Regions from separate parts of the Rattus norvegicus genome. Here region 2 is linked to region 1. The links are chromatin contacts, called in public Hi-C maps. All regions are on one chromosome and are shown on one strand. The core of a region is the stretch at or near the end of the contact, and the rest is flanking DNA. Distances in the headings are between cores, read along the strand shown. Region 1 holds the start of Ube3c (ubiquitin protein ligase E3C). Region 2 holds the start of Lmbr1 (limb development membrane protein 1).

Region 1 (5,333 bases), core at 809-3,308:
GAGGCAGAAGGACTGTACATAAATTTGACACCAGCGTGGGCTACACAGTGAGTTCCAGGCCAGCCAGGACTGCAGGATAAGGTCCTGTCTCAAATATAACAATATACAAGTAGAAGATGCGAGAACTAAAGCAGTGGAACCCAGCGCACACCTGCTTCAAACTTCCTATCCTACTTCCCACTTTTCTAAATCAACCAATTCTGTGTTTCTGTATTAGTCTGAGAGAAATACAAAAACAAACAATCGAACAAACAAAAACCAGTCACTATTACACCATAACTTTTCAAGGTGTAAATCTTATCTCCCCAAAACAAGACTATAAACTCATCATGTCTTTTCCAGTGTATAGCTCTTACAGATAATAAACATAAAAATATTCATTTAACTTTAAAAAAGGAAAAGACTAAACAAACAATTTTCCACTAAGTTCAAGAAGGAAAAGATTTCAAATATACCAGAGTGGCTAAAATTCCAAAGACTCTCAATAACACTTATTGGCCAGGATGTGAGTCAACAGTGCCCTCTGATGACTCTGATGGTTGTAGGGTAGTAAGCACATCAGCTAGGGAAGCAACGGGCAATGTGCACTAGAAGAACACATGTGTAAGCAACGTCCACCAAGATACATGTAATAAGCACCCAAGGAAACCAGAATGGGTTAATTGTGTTTTATTCATGTCCTGACTAACCGGGACACAGTGGGATGGGAGAATCTATCAAAGAAAACATCTAGCTCAAGAAGCAAAGCACAAAGGCTGACCAAGCTGCACCCACTTCATCTGACCTAGTTTATACCAAGCTCAACAGTTAAAACTGATCAGTAGTAACAGGTCAGAAAAGCAGTTTCCTTGGTGAAGAACAACTGTGGATAGGAATGCCAGGAACATTCTTTATCAGGAGCGATCATTTACATATGGATGTGTCCAGATAAAAATCCTTTATAAAATGAGGCTGGAGCAAAGGCCCAGCAGCACTGCTCTTGCACATACAATAATTTGGAAAAGGAAAAAGACAAAAATTTACATTAAAGGGCTAGGGAGATGGCTAAGCAGTTAAGGTCACTTACTGCTTTTGCTGAGGGTCTGGGTATTGTTCCTACTACCCACATGCCAACCCACAATTGTTCTTAACTCCAATTCCAGGAGATCCGAAACCCTCTTCTGACCTCTGCAGGAACTAAGCAAGCCTGTGGTGCACATAGTTACATGCAGACAAACACTCATACGTATAATTTTTTTTAAAATAAAGCTTTAAAATGTTGCCTAAAAGAAAAAAAATCGTTTTAACTCTAGGGATCCTGTCTGGATTCGGTACTCTGCCTACAGCATTACGGCCGGTTGCCCTCATCCTTCAGACTGTCCCAGAAAGCCGAGCAGTGTCAAAACCTTCACAAGGGAAAGATCCAGAAGAGACCCAGGCCCCAGGCAGGCACAACTCTGTATTGCTTGCTCCGAGTATAGCAGACTAAAGCGAGACGCAGGCTACAAAGACCTTGTCCTACCTGTCCCCTCCCACTTCACAGACATGAAGGACTCTTCTCTAAGCTGTTCTTGAGGGCAGGGAACTCCAAGCTTGTGAGGAGCGGGCATATCAAGTTTATAACTTGTAAAGAGCTCTTAAAGCGAGGGTAGGGGGGAGTACCTGCCTCGCACTGCTGGAGAGCTAACCGTGTAACGCCCCAGCCACAGACTGCCGGTGCACGTGTTTCCAGGGCAAAACTGCGGCCCTTGGGCAGGCGCGGCGAGGCCGCAATGAATGACCCAGCCACTCAGTTCGAGGCTCGACAGCGCTCCTCTGGCGCCTCCTCACAGACCTGTCAGGACTGCACAGCAGCCGCACCCGACCGGAGCTCGCTCCAGTGAACTGCGGAGCAGCGCCGCCCGGGTGCTGACAGGCCCGGGTTCGGTTAACACCTCGGGCCGCACTGCCTCACCTTCCTGCTCGCGCCACCGAGAGACACCTTGGGCCTTGTCTTGAAGTCGCCTTCGAAGCTGAACATCTTCGCCGCCTATCCCATCTGCGCGGCCCGGCAGGCGACAGAGCGGCCGGGGGCGGGCCCGGCGGGCTGGGCGGGGCCCGGCAGGGTCGCGGCCTCGCTGTCCCGCGCCGCCCCGCCTGCGGCTCAGCGCTCTCCGCCCTGCACGCGGGCGCGAGCGCGGCGACGCTGGAGGCCGGCCTGTCCACGCTGCTTAATCCACGGCGCGCCGCCGCCGAGCGAGGGGCGCTCCGACTCGAGCCTGCACCGCGTTGCCGTCGGAACCAAGATGGTGACCGCCCGCACTGCGCGCGCGGTCCCGTGAACGCGCGCGGTCCGGTCATCGACGGCGCAGCGCTCCTCCCAGCAGCCACTGCGAGCGCCGGCGCCGGCTTTGGCGTCATCATCAATAACACAGTGCTCCTCCCGGCAGCCCTTGTGCTTGCCTGCGTGCGCGGCTCCGCCGGGCGCACCTCTCTTCCGCGCGTGCGTCATGCCGCCAGCCGATTTCCACCACTCCCACCCCCCCGCCCCCGCCATTGACGCCGTCGGGGTCACGCGCATTGCATTACTGGAGACAGGAAACCTGCAGAAGAGGCCACACCCACCGTCCAACTAGATGTGAGGGGGAACAGGTTACTAATGCAGAGAATTTGCACCATGACTCAGAGAAGAATAATACATTACACACGAACAAAAGTATTTCTGAACATACACTTGACACATAAATGTACACCATACACATAGATACACAAATACACACCAACACCTGTAAGTTATACCACACAACATATGCATGGATATATAGCTAACATACACGTTTAAGATACCAGTTCTGCAAAACACCAATGGCTCTAAGATCAAGGATCGACAAATGGGATCTCATAAAACTGCAAAGCTTCTGTAAGGCAAAGGACACTGTGGTTAGGACAAAAACGGCAACCAACAGATTGGGAAAAGATCTTTACCAATCCTACAACAGATAGAGGGCTTATATCCAAAATATAAAAGGACTCAAGAAGTTAGACCGCAGGAAGACAAATAACCCTATTAAAAAATGGAGTTCAGAGCTAAACAAAGAATTCACAGTTGAGGAATGCCAAATGACTGAGAAACACCTCAAGAAATGTTCAACATCTTTAGTCATAAGGGAAATGCAAATCAAAACAACCCTGAGATTTCACCTCACACCAGTGAGAATGGCTAAGAGCAAAAACTAAGGTGACAGCAAATGCTGGCGAGGATGCGGAGAAAGAGGAACACTCCTCCATTGTTGGTGGGATTGCAGACTGGTTCAACCATTCTGGAAATCAGTCTGGAGGTTCCTCAGAAAATTGGACATTGAACTGCCTGAGGACCCAGCTATACCTCTCTTGGGCATATTCCCAAAAGATGCCCCAACATATAACAAAGACACATGCTCCACTCTGTTCATAGCAGCCTTATTTATAATAGCCAGAAGCTGGAAAGAACCCAGATGCCCTTCAACAGAGGAATGGATACAGAAAATGTGGTACATCTACACAATGGAATATTACTCAGCTATCAAAAACAATGACTTTATGAAATTCGTAGGCAAATGGATGGAACTAGAAAATATCATCCTGAGTGAGGTAACCCAATCACAGAAAAACACACATGGTATGCACTCATTGATAAGTGGCTACTAGCCCAAATGCTTGAATTGCCCTAGATGCACAGAACACATGAAACTCAAGAAGGATACCAAAATGCGAATGCTTCACTCTTTCTTTAAAAGGGGAACAAGAATACCCTTGGCAGGGAATAGGGAGGCAAAGTTTAAAACAGAGGCAGAAGGAACACCCATTCAGAGCCTGCCCCACATGTGGCCCATACATATACAGCCACCAAACTAGATAAGATGGATGAAGCAAAGAAGTGCAGGCTGACAGGAACTGGATGTAGATCTCTCCTAAGAGACACAGCCAGAATACAGCAAATACATAGGCGAATGCCAGCAGCAAACCACTGAACTGAGAACGGGACCCCCGTTGAAGGAATCAGAGAAAGGAATGGAAGAACTTAAAGGGACTTGAGACCCCATATGAACAACAATGCCAAGCAACCAGAACTTCCAGGGACTAAGCCACTACCTAAAGACTATACATGGACTGACCCTGGACTCTGACCTCATAGGTAGCAATGAACAGCCTAGTAAGAGCACCAGTGGAAGGGGAAGCCCTTGGTTCTGCCAAGACTGAACCCTCGTGAACGTGATATTTGGGGGGAGGGCGGGAATAGGGGGAGGATGAGGAGGGGAACACCCATCTAGAGGGGGGGAGGGGTTAGGGGGATGTTGGCCCAGAAACCTGGAAAGGGAATGATAATTAAAATGTAAATAAGAAACACTCAAGTTAATAAAAATTAAAAAAAAAGATACCAGTTCTGTACAAATACACCAACACACAACAGTCAATACAACACTATATATATATGAATAGTTAATATATATAAATGCATGCCAAATGTATAAATGCATCATAAATATATACATAACTCACAAATATACCCTGTCATATATCTATACACTTACATACATGTCTAATATATGTATGCACATGCATAAAAACGTGCTATTATATATACATAAGCACAAACAAATATATACAAAACAATGTAAATGAATCTATGTCATATATAACATATACATATACAAATATATGTCATACAAAGCAATGCAAATACATATTATGTATGCATGCATATACACATGTATACATATGCATAAAGCAGTATGCATATACATATAGTTTGATAAATATATACAAATATATGTCATGGCATGTATGAAAAATATATTATATTCACATATATGTCATATACATGCAAAGTATATATTATATAGTGTATGTTCTGCATACATATATGCTATGTATATTGTGTATGCATGACATATACAGGTACATAAATATATCACCTATACATGTATCATCATGTGCACATGATTGAAAACATTATCTTCATGTTTTTTTGTTTTTTCTTCGAAAAGATTTATTTATGTTATATGTATGAATATTTTGCCTGCATGTATGCTGTGCATTACATGTGGGCTTGGTGCCAGATAGTGCATCAGATCTCTTGGAAATGGAATTACCATGTAGCATCTGGAACTGAACCCAGTACTTCTGTAACAAGTACTCTTAACTGATGAGCCATGTCTCCAGCACAGTTTAATTTTTTTGTTTTTGAAATAAGGTCTCACTGTACAGCCCTGGCTTGCCTGGACCTCACAGAGATCCTCCATCCACTGCCTCTAAGTACTCCACCATACAAGCCACCCTCCCTTTTTTTTTTTTTCTTTTATTTTTGGAGCTGGGGACTGAACCCAGGGCCTTGC
Region 2 (5,333 bases), core at 1,874-4,373, 230 kb after region 1:
GTGTGTGTGTTTATCCACAGGACCTCGATTGAAGGCAAGTGTGGGGAGAAACAGCCTTTTCCAGGATGGTTTTCAGTGAAACAGCTCTTCTTTATTGGGAGTGAATAAGGATATGTAAACCTTGGGGGTTGAGTAGGGGTTTTAAGGGTGAGTGTACGTTATTGGCCTGGCTGAGGTTCTGGAAATGCTTCATTTGTATGAAGAGGAATTCCAGGTACTTGCTGGACATGTACTTACAGGGAGAGAGGAAGTTAAATCTGTAATTTGGCCACCAAAGAGTGGCAGAGGTGCGGTTATACAGACTACATACACTGGGACATGCAGGTCCAGAGCAAGGAGGAACATTCCTACTCCTGCCGGTCTCAGGAGGAGATTTTTGGGGTTTGGACACATCTTGACCTCGCTTTTGCTCCACACTGGTCCCTCAGTTGAGTGACCTTCTAGCCCCATATTTTTGGCATTGGTGCCAAACAAGACAAAACAAAATCCAACCAAACAAAACATGACTAATGGACTTGAGCCTACATGTGTTGGCCATGAAAATGACCCTCATAGGACTGCAGGGATTGGCATTATTAGGAGGTGTGGCCTTGTTGGAGTGGGTGTGGACTTATTGGAGGAAATGTGTCACTGGGGTGGGCTTTGAGATTTCAGGCCTCAAAAGCCAAGCCTCTTTTCCTAGTGCTCACTGGTCCAGATGTCAAATTCTGGGCTCCTTATCCAGCATATGTCTGACTGCATGATGCCATGCTTCCTGCATTGCGAATAATGGACTAAACCTCTGAACCTGTAAACCAGCCCAGTTGAAAGTTTTCCTTACTAAGAGTTGCTGTGGTCATTGTGTCTCTTTACAGCAATAGAAACCCTAACTAAGACAGTACCTCAGGAAAGTCAATAAGTCTCCTGTTGTCTCCTTTGCTCAAGTGGTCACTTGGTTACTTCCCATCAATGCTGACTCCTTTTGACTTGAGTCAACTGGCTCAGGCTGAGTCCTGAAGTGTGTTGCTTGACTATGTGGCTAGACCTCATTGCTATCATTTCTATGACACGTGCTTCTGGTGCCTGTTATCAGTGTTAGAAACAAAGACCTGGGTGCTGAGTCTGCTTATTGTTGCTAGCAGACAGGCAGAGAAGCATGTGTACCAGTCTGGATGAACTCGTACACTTGTGAGAACCTATAGCTGTTTCTAGAGCAATACATCTGTGCCTGTATCTCTGCTAACTCTCTTTTCCTATCTTCAGTGAGCAAGCGTTTGATTTGGGGGAAGCCTGACTCACCTTTTGTTATTTGTTGTTTGTGTGTTAGGTATGGTATTTTGGAATTCATCACTACCCTGGATTAGGTGGATTAGTGGATTAGACATACATGGGGTTTCCATCTCTGGCAAAGATGCTCTTGGATACATGTTCTCTAGACTGCTGTGAACCTTTGAATACTGACAAGTTCTCTTTGTGTTCTCCTTGCTTCAATGAAGGAGGAGAGTTTTGAAAATCCTACAACTCTCTTTGTAGACCAGGCTTGTCTCAAACTCACAGAGGTCTGCCTGCTTCTGCTTCTCGAGTTCTGGGATTAAAGACATGTGCCAGGTATCTTAAGTGGTAATGTATAGATAACGTCCACAAGCAGTGGCTAAGGGGCTAGCATCATAAGAAGCCAGTTGCCCCCATCCTGATGGATTGGAGGAGTGACAAGAGACATCCATTCTTCAGATGGCTGATTTTATGTGTAGACTTGACTAAATCCAGGTAGCTGGCCAGACACTACCAAGTGTCATTACTCTTGGCCTGGGAGCAACTGGTGTGGCTACTGGTACCTCTTCCTTGATGCTACAAGGTCACCAATACAGAACCTCAGGGCTGCCATAGATTTGGACATTGAGAGGATCGATCTCCCACCTACAGGAATCTCTGACTTCTCTGTCCGAAGTGGTCCTACAGGATAGAAGAGGGTTAGATGTACTGTTCCTCAGACTGTGTGCTGCCCTCAATGAAGAATGTTGCTTTTACATAGACCATTCCGGCGTAGTTAAGGATTCCATGACCAAGGTTAGAGGAAGGGCTAGCCAAACTCGGAGGGGGCGCGCGCGGGGGCGGGGAGGGGGGAGATAAAATAAGTACTGTGCAGCTGATGGTTTTATGGCAACAATATGAGTCCCTTAAGATCAGGAGAGGAAGAATATGAGCTAGCAAAGCCTTATTACCAAGGAAGAAGAGCTCCGTGATTGGAGAAAGAAAAAGGGAATGATAAGATTAAGCAACATTGAGATGGTTCCAGGAAAGGGCGTTAGAGCCCAGGGAAAGTTTCATATCCCTGGACCCAGGATGATTTCCTAGAAACAACTCTGATAAAATACTTCTCAGAAAAACCATAAAATGTACTGGCCGAAGCCCACCCGGACCCTCTGGGGAACGAAGGTACCCTCCCAGGATGATTGCTGTTACTGTAACCTGCCCTCTTAAAAAATGTGTAAAAGGTGCTTGTAAATTAGAGGATAGCCTCTGGTCTCTTGCTTGAGAGATTGCTGAAGGTTGATCCTGGCGCGCCGGAAAAATAAACCTCTTGCTTTTTACATAGATCTGAGTCTCGTTGTCTCACTCCAGATCTCCTGGTAGGTAAAAATCCTCTGGGGCTTTATAAGCCCAGATCCGGAGAGCAAGGGTGAACCAAGGCAAAGGAGCCTGCGGGTGGTCCAAGCTTCTGCCAGCAAGGGAGGGCCGGATGCACCTGTGCCTGGATCTCCTCACTTCTCCAAATCCCGTCCGCACCCGGGCTTCCGCCTCTAGCCTTCACCCTCTGCCTGGAGCCTCCGGCCTGCCCTTACTCCCAGCCCCGGGTAATGGCCAACAAGGCTAGACCCCAACACTTCAGGCCCAGAACGGAGATTTTCATCCAACCCCAGCACGTGTCAGAGTTCCATTTCAGTCCAGGACCCTAAAAACTCCACCCCCATTCCTCCAGCCACTCCCCGTGACGCCAAGCTACTGTCCGCCCAGCGCCCCAGGCGCAGAGGCGCGCGCCTCTGACGTACGGCGCTCTCAGATTGACGCACAAGTCCCGCCCCGACCTCAAGCCCCGCCCAGGCCGTGGCCATTCCCCGCCTCCCTTATTCTGAACTGCTTCTCTCTGAGCTGAGGCGGCGTTTTCTGAGCCTGCTGCGGTCTAGGTAGTGTTCCGGTCCGGCCACGAGAGACTGTGTAGCCCCGGCGCCGCGGGCAATGGTGCGGCGGAGCGCGCGGACGCGGGCGGCCCTGCGGCGGGCATGAAGGAGGATGGAAGGGCAGGACGAGGTGTCGGCGCGGGAGCAGCACTTCCACAGCCAAGTGCGAGAGTCCACGGTGCGTGGCCGGTCGGTTTCCTGGTGTTGCGCCACGCGCTGGACCCAGGAGCGCAGCGCACACCAGCACGGTCCCATAGCTTCTTCCCGGAGCCCCTCTTTCACGCCGGCCTTTCAGCGCCCCACGGGGTCTGCTGCAGACCCACTCCGACGCCACGCGTCACTTACGTCCTCTGTCACTTGCGACCTGGTCACCTGCTCCCCATCTCCTCACCTATTTCACCTCCTTGCCTGTCGCCCTACTGCCTTCTCATAGGTCTCCCTCGCGCTACCAGCGCTCTCTCCCCTCCTTTCTGTCCTGTCTTTACCTATATTTCTTCCCTTCACCCTCACTTCCTGTCCCTCTCCCGTCACCTTTATTCCCCTTCCCCCATACCTGTGCGGCCCCTCCTCCCCGGCCCCCTGCAACCCACCACTTCCGCTGAGTCCTATGCCCTTCTCTTTTCCCTGAGCTCCCTCCTATCATCTCTGTCAGCTTCCAGTCACCTGTGCCTACCTCCTGTCACCTGCGTTCAGCTCTCCTCCGATCACTTGCAGCCCTTCCCATTATCCGACATCCCCTTCCTGCCCCCCTCCCCAGTCATCTACACTTAACATTTGCCCATTTCTTCTGTACTCTTCCTACTTGTCCATTCAACTCATTTGTACCTTTATCACCTGCTTCACCATCTTCATCCGAGTTTATTCCACATCTGCTCATTAAGGAAGGGTGTAGGGTGATGGGTGACTGCCTCTTTTCCTTTACCCTGGCATGGTACCTGGGCTGAGCTGGCTGTGGCTCAGGTGTAGCAGTGCAGGCAGTGCCTGGCTTCCCAAGCTTCCAGCCCTGCAGTGGTTCTGGCCTCTCACCTAGGCAGGACAGAGTTAAAAACTTCCAGAGGAGTGAAGACAGGTCTTTCTTAGGAGGGGCAAGAGCAGGAGCCCACGATGCTGTGAAACAGTTGCTCTGGAAAGGATGGACCTGCTTCATCTTGCTGCTTCTAATAGTCCAGGAAGCCAGCTTGGCTCCCTAAAGTCTCCTTTGATGAGTGCCTTTCAGATACCCTATACTATTATAAATGGATTAGTTTGTGTCCCCATAACTGCAAAATATGTCCAAGTTACATATTTGCATTCATTTCTCATCTAGCTCCCTTTTCCCGTTCAGTCACACCCTTGGTTTGAGGTAAACACATTCTGGTTCACAGTAGTCCAATTTGTGCAGTTACTGATTTTGAAAATTGAGAACTGGCTTGCCGAGTCATATTGGAGTAGAAGGAGATGCAAAAATCTGAATTGATAGAGTTCAGGACAGTGCAGTTGGTTAACTTTTATTTTTATTCTTTGAGTATTTCATACAATGTATTTTGAGCACATTCATTCCTCCCCAACTCCTCCCAGACCTCTCCCCATATACTAAACTTCATGACATTAAAAAAAAAAACCTATTTGAATCAGATATGTGCTGTACTTCCACTCTTCGGTGTATGGGCATTCCTTGGAGGCTATGGTTGATCTATCAGTAGCATACTCTTAAGAAGAAAACTGACTCTCTTTTGGCAGGTATCAGTTGTCAATAATTCCTCAGACGGGGGTGGGACTTCATGTCTACTTCCTTTCTCCTTACTGAGATTTTTGTCTGGGTTGAACTTGCCCAGGTTCTGTGTGTATTGTTCCAGCCACCATGTGTGTTGTTCATTTATACAACTGCCCCATCATAGCTGGAAAACACTGGTGTCGTATGGACATCCACTGCTTCTGGCTCTTACAATCTTTCTGCCCCCTTTTCTACAATTATTTTAAGTCCTAGGAAGAGGGGAATGATACAGAATTCCTACTTAGGGCTGAACATCCACCTTGAGCAGTTGTGGGTCTCTGAACTGTCATCTACACAGAAAGCATCTCTGGTGAAGATTGAAAGATGCACTAGTCTGGGTTTAACAGTAAGTCATTAGGAATTAGTATTTATGGTTTCCAGTTAGCAGTGTAATAGTAGTAGGTTCTGTCGTAAGATCTGTG

The links. Hi-C and Micro-C count contacts between places; a contact is called where the count stands out from the background.
Region 2: a Hi-C map of frontal cortex shows a contact between it and region 1, with 2.1 times the contacts expected there. The contact joins the promoter of Lmbr1 here to the promoter of Ube3c in region 1. A contact is called at or near these places in 3 of 12 Hi-C or Micro-C datasets (the A7r5 cell line, frontal cortex and mammary epithelial cells).

What each region holds. Positions count from the first base shown.
Region 1 is chr4:6,422,787-6,428,119 of GRCr8, forward strand. Ube3c (ubiquitin protein ligase E3C) reads right to left here and starts at 2,059. Exons shown (of 23, transcript NM_001427087.1): 1 at 1,934-2,059. The coding sequence starts at 1,999.
Region 2 is chr4:6,646,758-6,652,090 of GRCr8, forward strand. It overlaps Lmbr1 (limb development membrane protein 1), which reads left to right and starts at 3,124. Exons shown (of 17, transcript NM_001191858.2): 1 at 3,124-3,336. The coding sequence starts at 3,271.